Regions from separate parts of the Mus musculus genome. Here all the other regions are linked to region 2. A link is a contact called in public promoter capture Hi-C data. All regions are on one chromosome and are shown on one strand. The core of a region is the stretch at or near the end of the contact, and the rest is flanking DNA. Distances in the headings are between cores, read along the strand shown.

Evidence for each region. Promoter capture Hi-C pulls out the DNA fragments that hold promoters and counts their contacts.
Region 1: a contact with region 2 is called in a promoter capture Hi-C map of pre-B cells, with 11 times the contacts expected there. The contact joins the promoter of Dld here to the promoter of Trappc12 in region 2. A contact is called at or near these places in 4 of 39 promoter capture datasets (liver, neutrophils and pre-B cells) and 2 of 115 datasets of contacts at active chromatin or transcription factors (large pre-B cells and thymic regulatory T cells).
Region 3: a promoter capture Hi-C map of pre-B cells shows a contact between it and region 2. The contact joins the promoter of Rsad2 here to the promoter of Trappc12 in region 2. A contact is called at or near these places in 5 of 39 promoter capture datasets (the HPC-7 cell line, hematopoietic stem and progenitor cells, hippocampal neurons and 2 more) and 2 of 115 datasets of contacts at active chromatin or transcription factors (astrocytes and stem cell-derived neural progenitor cells).

The regions. Positions count from the first base shown.
Region 1 is chr12:31,350,219-31,353,589 of GRCm38.p6, reverse strand. It overlaps Dld (dihydrolipoamide dehydrogenase), which reads left to right and starts at 2,119. Exons shown (of 14, transcript NM_007861.5): 1 at 2,119-2,289. The coding sequence starts at 2,251.
Region 2 is chr12:28,748,630-28,751,864 of GRCm38.p6, reverse strand. It overlaps Trappc12 (trafficking protein particle complex 12), which reads left to right and starts at 1,465. Exons shown (of 12, transcript NM_178811.5): 1 at 1,465-1,703. Eipr1 (EARP complex and GARP complex interacting protein 1) reads right to left here and starts at 46. Exons shown (of 9, transcript NM_201357.3): 1 at 1-46.
Region 3 is chr12:26,454,971-26,458,126 of GRCm38.p6, reverse strand. Rsad2 (radical S-adenosyl methionine domain containing 2) reads left to right here and starts at 1,675. Exons shown (of 6, transcript NM_021384.4): 1 at 1,675-2,056. The coding sequence starts at 1,708.

The DNA of each region.
Region 1 (3,371 bases), core at 870-3,369, 2.6 Mb before region 2:
GCCCTTGTTTTGGCATGCATGTTGTGTGTATGGTGTATGTGTTGGTTGCAGAATGCCCAGGTCCACACTGCCGCCATGGTGGTGCAAGCTTTTGCCACAGTGGAAGCAGGGCAGTCACCTCAGATTTGGCTTGTTGCCATGAAGAATGAACAATGAAGCCATCGCTCTGCAGGGTTGTAAGGCTAAGCACTGCACAGAAGTTAGTCTGGACGCTGTTTGACAATCTCTGGGAGGTACGTCTGATTGCATGAGGGTTGAGTGTCCTAGTGTTCTTCCCCCATGAAAAACGGCATGGGAGCAGGTCAGGGTTGCTCTGGGTAAAACCCTGTGAGCCTAAGAGTCAATCCTGTACATGGCCCCTATTTCTGCACACTGGGGATCAGACCTCTATCTTCACCCACGGAGCTTGCTTCAAAAGAATATAAAAGGGGGAATTGTGGGAAGCCATTCCAGACTCCCTGGCCAGCCCAGACGGAAATCTGTGCCAGGCAGTAAACAAGCCCATATTTGGTGGATGGCTAGCCCTTAATCCCTGATTGGCTGAGCAAGCCTTCCTGGTGAGGTGATGTGACCTGTGGTGATTGGTTGAGGCGTGGTTATGGCTTGAGTGGATAAAAACACTTGTACCCCGAGAGGCGGGGGATTTGAAGAGAGAAGCTGCCTGAGTAAACTGCTTTAAGAAGAACCGGTGGTTGCGTTTTCCTTGCTGGTCGAGTTGGATGCAACAATAAATGGAGATCATTGACCAGTATTTGATCATACGTCTACCTTTAGCTGTATGGGACCCGGAAAAGACAATGCTATTCTGAATACCCATCTGTCCAGCTGAACAATCTCTTATCTTATGAAAGGGGAAAACAAGGGCTTAAGATGTAACTCAGGTGAAGAATGCTTGCCTGGTATACTAGAAGCTCTGGGTTCCGTTCCCAGCAATCAGCAACACATGGTGGTGGGCACCTGTAATCCCAGCACTCAGGAGATGAAGGCAAGAGGACTATAAATTCAAGGTCATTCTAAGCTCTATATTGAGTTTGAAGCCAGTCTGGGACACATGAGACACTCTCTCAAGAAACCAAAAAGGGGTTGTGGTGGTGATTAATATTTGGTAACAGCTAGCTTTCGTCATAACATTAAAAAATCATTTATTCATGTCTTTTTCCTTCTAAATGGGCATAGATAGGTAAGAAGTAATATTCATCTAATCCCTAACTCTATGGAGTTCAGTACAGTGCCTGGGCTGTAAACTTTTGAGAAGTATAGAGTTAAGGTTTAAACTAGAGACTGTTATTACAAAGTGGTATCAGACCTTAAATCTCTGTGCTCAATTTTTTTTTTTTTTTTGTTTTTGTTTTTGTTTTTCGAGATAGGGAGCTCTGGCTGTCCTGGAACTCACTCTGTAGACCAGGCTGGCCTGGCCTCGAACTGAGAAATCTGCCTGCCTCTGCCTCCCGAGTGCTGGGATTAAAGGCGTAGCCCACCACGCCAGGCTCTGTGCTCAATCTTATAGACAACAGTTAGCAATCTTTTAGGTGCACTCTCAATGAAAACCTAACACCTCACCCACCATCCCAACCCTTCTAGTTTCTTCTACAAGGGAGGCGTGCTTTCAAAATACAAAAATAGAAGGGAGCTTGTTTTCTATACTTTTTGTTAGCGCAGTTTTCAGAACAGGATGTTGGTGAAGAAAGGTTCAAGCCTATCCTTTCCATTGCCTTCGAGAACAGAGATTGTAAACCAGCCGTTAAAATCAAAGCCTTTGTTCGTAGAGCTGCAGTTACCTCTCCTTTGCTTTCTTTAACCTCTCAGGGCTCCATCCAGAAAATGCAAACAGTTCATACGGTTTTTGTAAAGCTAGATAAAGCCTACTGCCCACGAATATCTAGCACAACCATAAGCTTGTCAAGTTGTCAAACTTTTCTTCCTTTCCTATTTAAACTTTACTTTCTGTGGGCTTTACTGAAGAAACAACATTTTTATTTATCTAGTTCGTCTTTCAAGGATAATTTGCAACTCTACTCCAGTCATTTGAGCAACAGTTCTCCAATTCCCCAGCTGCCACAAAGCGCAGCGCCCTTCACGACAGCGCACGACGAAGCGACCGGAAAGCCTCTGCCTTTCGGGCCAATCGCGCTGCTCCTCGGCGATGACGTATATGTTGCGCAGGCGCAGGGTGGGGAGACCTTGGATAAGTCTTACCAGGCGTTCAGCGGAGGTGAAAACCCCTGGTTGGAGGGACGGGACCGAGGGACGATGCAGAGCTGGAGTCGTGTGTACCGCTCCTTGGCCAAGGTGAGGGCGGCCCGCGAGGGGATGATGCTGGACCACAGGCACTTAGACGCCCGCTGTGGGCCCGGACGCGGCCTGCCGCCGGGAACCGCCGCGGCCCCGCCTCTATGCCGGCTCGGTGCGGCCTCCCGAGGCAGCGGGGAGCGCGAGCCCGGGCTCGGGAGGGCCCTGCTGCGGAATGACTGCCCGCAGCCCCACACGACCCGGACGCTGGTCCAGGGGCCTGGGCCCTCCCCCAGTTTCGGGGAGGAGTAAATGACCCTTGCCACGCGCGGCCTGCCCCTTCCTACCTTTCGCCTCATCCTAATGACCCGGGGGGTGGCCTACTCTCCTACGGCGGGGAAGTAACCTTGAGGCCCGACTGGCCCAGACGTGGTCAGCTCCAACACACCGTCCCGCGAGTTCCTCCTCCAAGGATCTGTTTTCATTCACGTCTCTAAACTAGTGCACCCTGCCATCAGTCAGGCCCTGGGGCTTATAGTTTTAATTGCAGCGGTTTGTCGTCCAAACAACTTTCCCATTTCACCTGCCAATTGACAGCTGCCAAATTGAATGTATGAGGCCTAGTGGCAGGGTAGCAGGATAACTTTAGGGACAATACAGAAATGAGACTCTTCACGGCTGAGCCGTCTGTGTCTTTAAAAGTTAATGTAACACGCAAAATGTCACTGTTTTAGGGAGAAGGTGAGCCGCGTCTCTCAGTACAGACAGTTCTTTGTTCCTCTTTGGTTGGCATATCTTGATCTCAGGTGCAGAAGTTGTCTTCAAGTAAAAAACCTTGCTGCATCAGAGTATATTGTCGCTGCTGTCCATTGCTTACTCGCTGTGATAGGAGCTGGAAGTGTGCTTTCTTTATGTGGCCCTGGCCTTAGGAAATGGTAGTCACACTGCTTAGAGAGTGTGAGATTATGATGCAATTTGTGGGACTTCCAGAATGTGAGGCCACTCCGTTGTTGGTACATTTTCCTAGTCCAGTTGGTGGCTTAAGAACATCTTTATAGATCTTATAAGTGATTACAGACTGTTAAGTAGATTTGTTAGGAAGCAGAATGACAGATGAAATGAATATCATTGAAATACTTAAA
Region 2 (3,235 bases), core at 216-2,715:
ACGAGACCCAGACCGGCTCCCTGACGGCTCACTTCCTGTTTTCTTCGTCGCGTCATCAATACGCTCCTCCCCGGTGGCCAATGGCAGCTGGGCCTTTATTCTGCGCATGCTCATTTGGCCTTTCATGAGACCCAGCAGCTACAGGAGATCCTGGGTTGGAAGGCCGGGCCCGGAGCAAAAGCAGCGGGAATGGACGTCCATCAGGGCGGCGCTCTTATCCTGCGCTGCTCCCTCAAGTTCCAAAGATCTGAGCCCTAAAGAGAACAGTTAACTTGGCATTATGGTTGGCAGAGCTTTACTCCTAAACCGTGGTCCTGAGCACCAGAGCACTGCCCAACCCACTGCCAGGACCTTCGATCCAGCCTCAGAAGCAGGCTCTTAGATGTCCATTTAAAGATAAGATGCTGCAAGCTTGAGTCAAGACTGTGGTGATGGTGTAAGTGGGCAGTGACATACAGCGAGCGGTGTGCACTTCACGTAACCACCCAGTCCTGCACAGAGACACAACTAAGCCCACGATCTAAACTGTCCAGAGCTCTCAGAGACAGAAGGCTCTAGGACCTGGCATGGAAAATACTGCAAGAATGCACCATAGGAAATGAACTGTCTTGGTTCTATGAAGTTCTGGATCTCCACACGCGTTTCTTCTGTGTTTTGACTTTGCCATTATCTCTTGACTGACCTTCATGACAGCAGTTTCTGTGATGCTACCATTAGCCCCCTTAGTAGTCATCCATTGCCCACCTTTGTCTTACCTTGACTTTCTGATAAAACCTCTGGCAACTAGCTTCCACCGATCCCAAAGCTATGAAAGTCATGAGATAGCACCTGAGACCTACCCACCTACCCACTGCTTCCGAAGTGTGCTTAAGAAGTAGGTATTTTTGGTTGTTACTGTAAAACTTCATCAAATTGTTATCATGTAGGGCAGAATCTACGGTGACCTGAATCTATGTTCCCAAGCTATAGTCACTCACAGAATAAATTCTTCTTCCCTTTGAGATGAGAGCTGTGTTTTTACGTTGTCATAGAAATGTGACACAGAAAATCAAGAAAGCAAGGTTCTTGACTTGAGGACGATTCTCAACCAACCATGAGTTCAGCAAGCAAGGCTGACTCTTGACTCCTTAATTCCTCCCCGCAACTTTACGGATGTTAGCACACACTGCCACAGACACAAGGGGGGAAACGTGGAGAATCAACTAGCACAAAGATAAAATCCTAGGAAAAAACATCCTTGGTTGGTGACAGGCCCAAGGACAGACGATTTTCTTCAATCTCCAGGACCATCCTTGTCCCCTACCCAGTTTGGCCTTAGGCCCCGCCCACAGCTCTTGAGCCGGATATGCGCCCGGCTTCCAGTGGAGAGCTTAGCGGCTCCCAAACTGAGCATGTGCGGAAGTCGGGTCTCCGCGGCCAGCACACGCAGACGCACAAACGCGCGGGACCTTGGATCTTGAGTTTACTTCCGGTCTTCCGTCATCTCTTCGGACCCTTTTCGCCTGTGGGTGACCCGACCTCAGGGGCGGGTGGCAGGTGAGGAGCGGGTCGCAGTGAGGAGGGTCGCCGGTACCCTTGACCTTCCCACAGAGGGCGGCGTCCTCGCGTAATCAACCGCTCTCGGCCACGCAGAGTAGCCCCACGAGGGGCTGGCTCCTTCGGGCTTTAGCCAATTCTGTGTGCTCCCTGTGGTTTTGGACAAGGTACACACCCTCCTGACCTCGGTTTTATGTGTATAAAGTGCGGGTTCGTTAGCATGCTTAGAAGGTGCCCGTGTTACATCACCAGTGTTCGAGCTATGTTTTTGGTTTGCCCCAACTTTTGCTCCTGTCGACCTCGGTGTGTCATAGCCCCACAATAAATGAAGCACTGCAGTAAGCCAGAGTCGGGGTTAAGAGATAGAGGATGGGGTGCCATAGACATAACCTGACCACTGACGAATGAGTAGTGTTGTGTGGGAAAAGTGATTCCTTCCTGTAAGCATTCGGGAGATTGTGATGTGGAATATTTTAAGTTTGAGGTCAGTCTGGGCTAAATAGGGAGACACCCCAACCCCCTCAAAAGAAAGAAAGAATGAATAGAGTCTAAAAACTAAAACAAGGGTTGACAGGATGGCTCAGTGTCTGTCACCATTCCTGATAATCTGAGCTGCATCCACAGGACCCACACGATGGAAGAAGAGTTGTTCTTCCACATGATTGTCTTCTGACCATAAATAGACAAATGAATAAATACAGTAAGACGAGGTGTTGGTGCTGAGCCTGTATCATTTGAGAAGTAGAGGCAGGATGTTCAGGAGTTCAAAGTCGTCTTAGGCTATATAACAAATTTAAGGCCAGCTTAGGTTACCTACGACCTTGATTTATAAAAACAAACTCTCACACATATTAAAAAGCTAAATAAATGTTAAAAAAAAAAAAGTATCAGCCAGCCAGTGTGTGGTGAAATCGGAGTGTGTGTATGCTGTTGCAGGAAGGAACTGCAGGTCTGTGATTGCTCTTGGCAGTGGTGGTCCTTTTCTCTGAGCGCTCAGGAGGCACAGGCAGACTGATCTCTGAGTTCGAGGGTAGCCTGATCTACAGAGTGAGTTCCAGGACAGCCAGGGCTACTTGGAGAAACTCTCTCTTTAAAAACAAATAAGTGGTCGGGCAGTGTTGGTGCATGCCTTTAATCCCAGCAATTGGGAGTCAAAGGCAAGCAGTTTTCTGAGTTCAAGGCCAGCCTGATCTACAGAGAGAGTTCCAGGACAGGCTATACAGAGAAACCCTGTCGGGGGGCGGGGGGGAAGAGAGAGAGAGAGAGAGATCAAAGTGGTCCTTGATACATAGCAACAGTTAAGTTTACTGTGGCTTTGGGTACATAAGACCCAGTCTCAAAAGAAAAATTTGATGGCCATGATCTAGCACATTGATTTCTGGGCATTGAAATAGGAATTTGCTGTACCAAAGAATTGAAATTAGAGTCTCAAAGACGCACACACACAGACACACATCCTGTTCACAGAAGCACTGTGCACGATTGCTCGAGGCTAGAAGGAACCCAAGCATCCATTTGACAAGTAAATGGATGCGCTAACTGGCGCACGCCTGCAGTGCTGTGTTGTTACTCACCTGTCCAAGGGAAGGAAAGCCCATTGGTGCTGCGGCATGGGTGTCCTGCCGTGAGGAATGGACTGTGGTGGCTGTGCGTTCCAGTTCAGAGGACTTGGCGCTCAGGAAGCAAAGAGGGCAAATAG
Region 3 (3,156 bases), core at 426-2,925, 2.3 Mb after region 2:
CTAAAGGATAGAGATAGAATTTCAAAGCCTGATGTTGGTTCTTAATGTGCCTCAAACAGCACTTACCAACTCTTGCAGGCTTGCAGTCGTTAGCCATGGCATTGTCTGGACCTTCCTTCACTTAGGCTGTGAGAAGAGTATGCAAGCACTCTCTCTTCTTCCCCAGACACTGGAAGAACTAGAAACAACACAAAGGAAGTAGCTTGAGAACACAGAGCTCCCAACGAAAGATGTCAGAGGGACATCAAAAGAGGAGAGGTCCAGGAACTGAGCCAAGCAAGTTAGATGTGTTGCCCCAAGGAACCTTATTACTGAAACACAGGAGCTTGCCTAGAGGTAAGGCACCAGCCACGTGCTGCAGACAGAGTGTGACTCTCAGGATTGTAGCATTGTACCATACTGGCAAAACTTTAAATGGAGGAGTTTGAGAAATATTTACTCCATATGTCCTTTAATAACATTAAAAAAAGAACCAATTATTAAGGAATCAAGTTTTAAAATGGCTATGCTCACAATCATCCATTGGACGGAGCACAGGGTACCCAATGAAGGCGCTAGAGAAAGTACCCAAGGAGCTGAAGAGGTTTGCAGCCCCATAGTAGGAACATCAATATGAACCAACCAGTACCCCCAGAGCTCCCAGGGACTAAACCACCAATAAAAGAAAACACATGGTGAGACTTGTGGCTCTAGCTGTATATGTAGCAGAGGATGGCCTAGTCAGTCATCAATGGGAGGAGAGGCCCTTGGTCCTATGATGGTGCTATGCCCCAGTATAGGGGAATGTCAGGGCCAGGAATGGGAGTGGGTAGGTTGTGGAGCAGAGGGAGGAGGAGGGGATGGGTGATTTTCGGAGGGGAAACTAGGAAAGGGGATAACATTTGAAATGTAAATAAAGAAAATATCTAATAAAATATATGTTAAAAAGTAGCTTAAAAAAGAATATAAAGTTGGGTGGGTAGGGAGGTGGAGAGCATCTGGAAGGAATGGAAAAGAAGAAAACATGAGAATATATTGTATTATTGTATTATTATATTGTATTCAATAAAAAGGTTTTAAAAACATAAAATGACTAAATTTACTTTGCCAAATTTCTCTGTTGTGTTTGCCTGGAATATACCAGTCTTGAGTCCTTTTGAGAATGTTGCCAGGCACTGTCAAGGTCAACATACAACTGACTTGCTACATACCAAGCTATAAACATACCAAGTTACAAAACTCTAGGGTTTTGGTGAGTTTGTTTTGTTTTGTTTGTTTGTTTGGGGGTGGGTGGGCGGGGAAAGAGCAGAATATTTAAAAATTGTTGAGTGTGCATAGATAATCGTTGTAAGAGGCTTAATGCAAATATTTTGTTTGTTTGTTAAAATAACAGCCTGCAAGGATGCAGCTATATGTCTGTCTGTAAGAAACTTGTTTCAGAAACTCGTGGCTGCTGGAATTCTTGCAGCGTCATCAGGACAGATGTTTACAGGGGTTATAGGGGCAGCCGGAAGCCAAGGAAAGGCAGTGAGTTGGCCTGCGCGTCCTAAGGTTCAGTCTTGGCTCTGGTCCAACTTTCATTTTCAGAAAACAGAAACTCTGTTTAACTGAGTCAAGGGAGGTGTTTCCCTCCTCCTTGTGACACAGTGATCAAATGCTTGGGGGCGTGGCTAGCTGGGCCACAGTTTATAAGCCCTTACAGGCAGCAGCAGGTGTGTGCCTATCACCATGGGGATGCTGGTGCCCACTGCTCTAGCTGCTCGGCTGCTGAGCCTGTTCCAGCAGCAGCTGGGTTCCCTCTGGAGTGGCCTGGCCATCCTGTTCTGCTGGCTGAGAATAGCATTAGGGTGGCTAGATCCCGGGAAGGAACAGCCACAGGTCCGGGGTGAGCCGGAGGACACCCAGGAGACCCAGGAAGATGGGAACAGCACTCAGCCCACAACCCCCGTGAGTGTCAACTACCACTTCACTCGTCAGTGCAACTACAAATGTGGCTTCTGCTTCCACACAGCCAAGACATCCTTCGTGCTGCCCCTGGAGGAGGCCAAGCGAGGACTGCTTCTGCTCAAACAGGCTGGTAAGTTCCTGGACCAGACAGAAGCCAGGATGGTCCAGGACAGTTGTGCATAGGATAGGCATGGGAAGGGCTCCATGAAAATTTGCCACACCAGGGAACAGGCAGATTTGCATGAATGAGAAAGGAGCACCAGGGAGCCAGGAAGGACCTCCAGGCTGGGAGTTGGCCTGGCCAGGACCATGGAACTCACTCTTGTTGGCAGAGGTGTGTGGTCAGTGACCCCTATTCATCCTTGTGTTTGGAACAGAGTTCTCCCAGAGAAATCTGATTTCCAGAAACACTAAGTGAGGAAGGGGTGGGTGTGTGGAGACCCAAGTCCTCTATGTAAACAACCTGGCAGAAGTTTCACCCTGTTCCATCTGTATTCATTGATGGAAACTTCTCTCTCTCTTTAAAAAACAATCTGTGTGTACACATGATGTGTGTGTGTGTGTGTGTGTGTGTGTGTGTGTGTGTGTGTGTGTGTGTGTGTGTGAGAGAGTTTGTGTATTCATGTGTATGTGTCTCAGTCTGCTGCTGGGTACAGCAAGTCTATGAGCATCATAGGACAATTTCAGGTGTTAGTTCAGTCTTAGCCTTGTCAAATCCTGTTTGAGACAGGATTTACCTTTGGTTCGCTGCTAATGTACAATATTGATTAGCATTCAATCCTTGCAGATTGTCCTGTCTTTCCTCCCATCTGGAAGGAGGAGGGCCAGCAGTACAAACTCCCACTACCATGTTTCAGGTTCACTTGGGTGTTGGGGATCTAAACACACATTCTCAGAGCTGTCCAGCCTGTGTATTACACACTGAGCCACCTCTCCAGCCCCATGGGAGCCTTAAAATATTTTCGACAGGTGTGTTATGGGATTTTCTTCCCAAGACTTGCTGTCGTACTCTATCAACCAGTCTCAGGTATGCATTAAGCAGTGAAGTTCAAATACAGCATCTTCTCCTCTGAACCTCCCCTTCCTCCTTCCCTCCCTTCCGCCCTTCTACTCTTTCCAGAACACCTGCTCACCTAGAGACTACCTTATCTTTCTGGCTACCCTTTAACTGAAGCACAGCAGATGTGTCTAGGCGGCAAGCATGCTAGCTGCACTTCCAGCTGACTCACT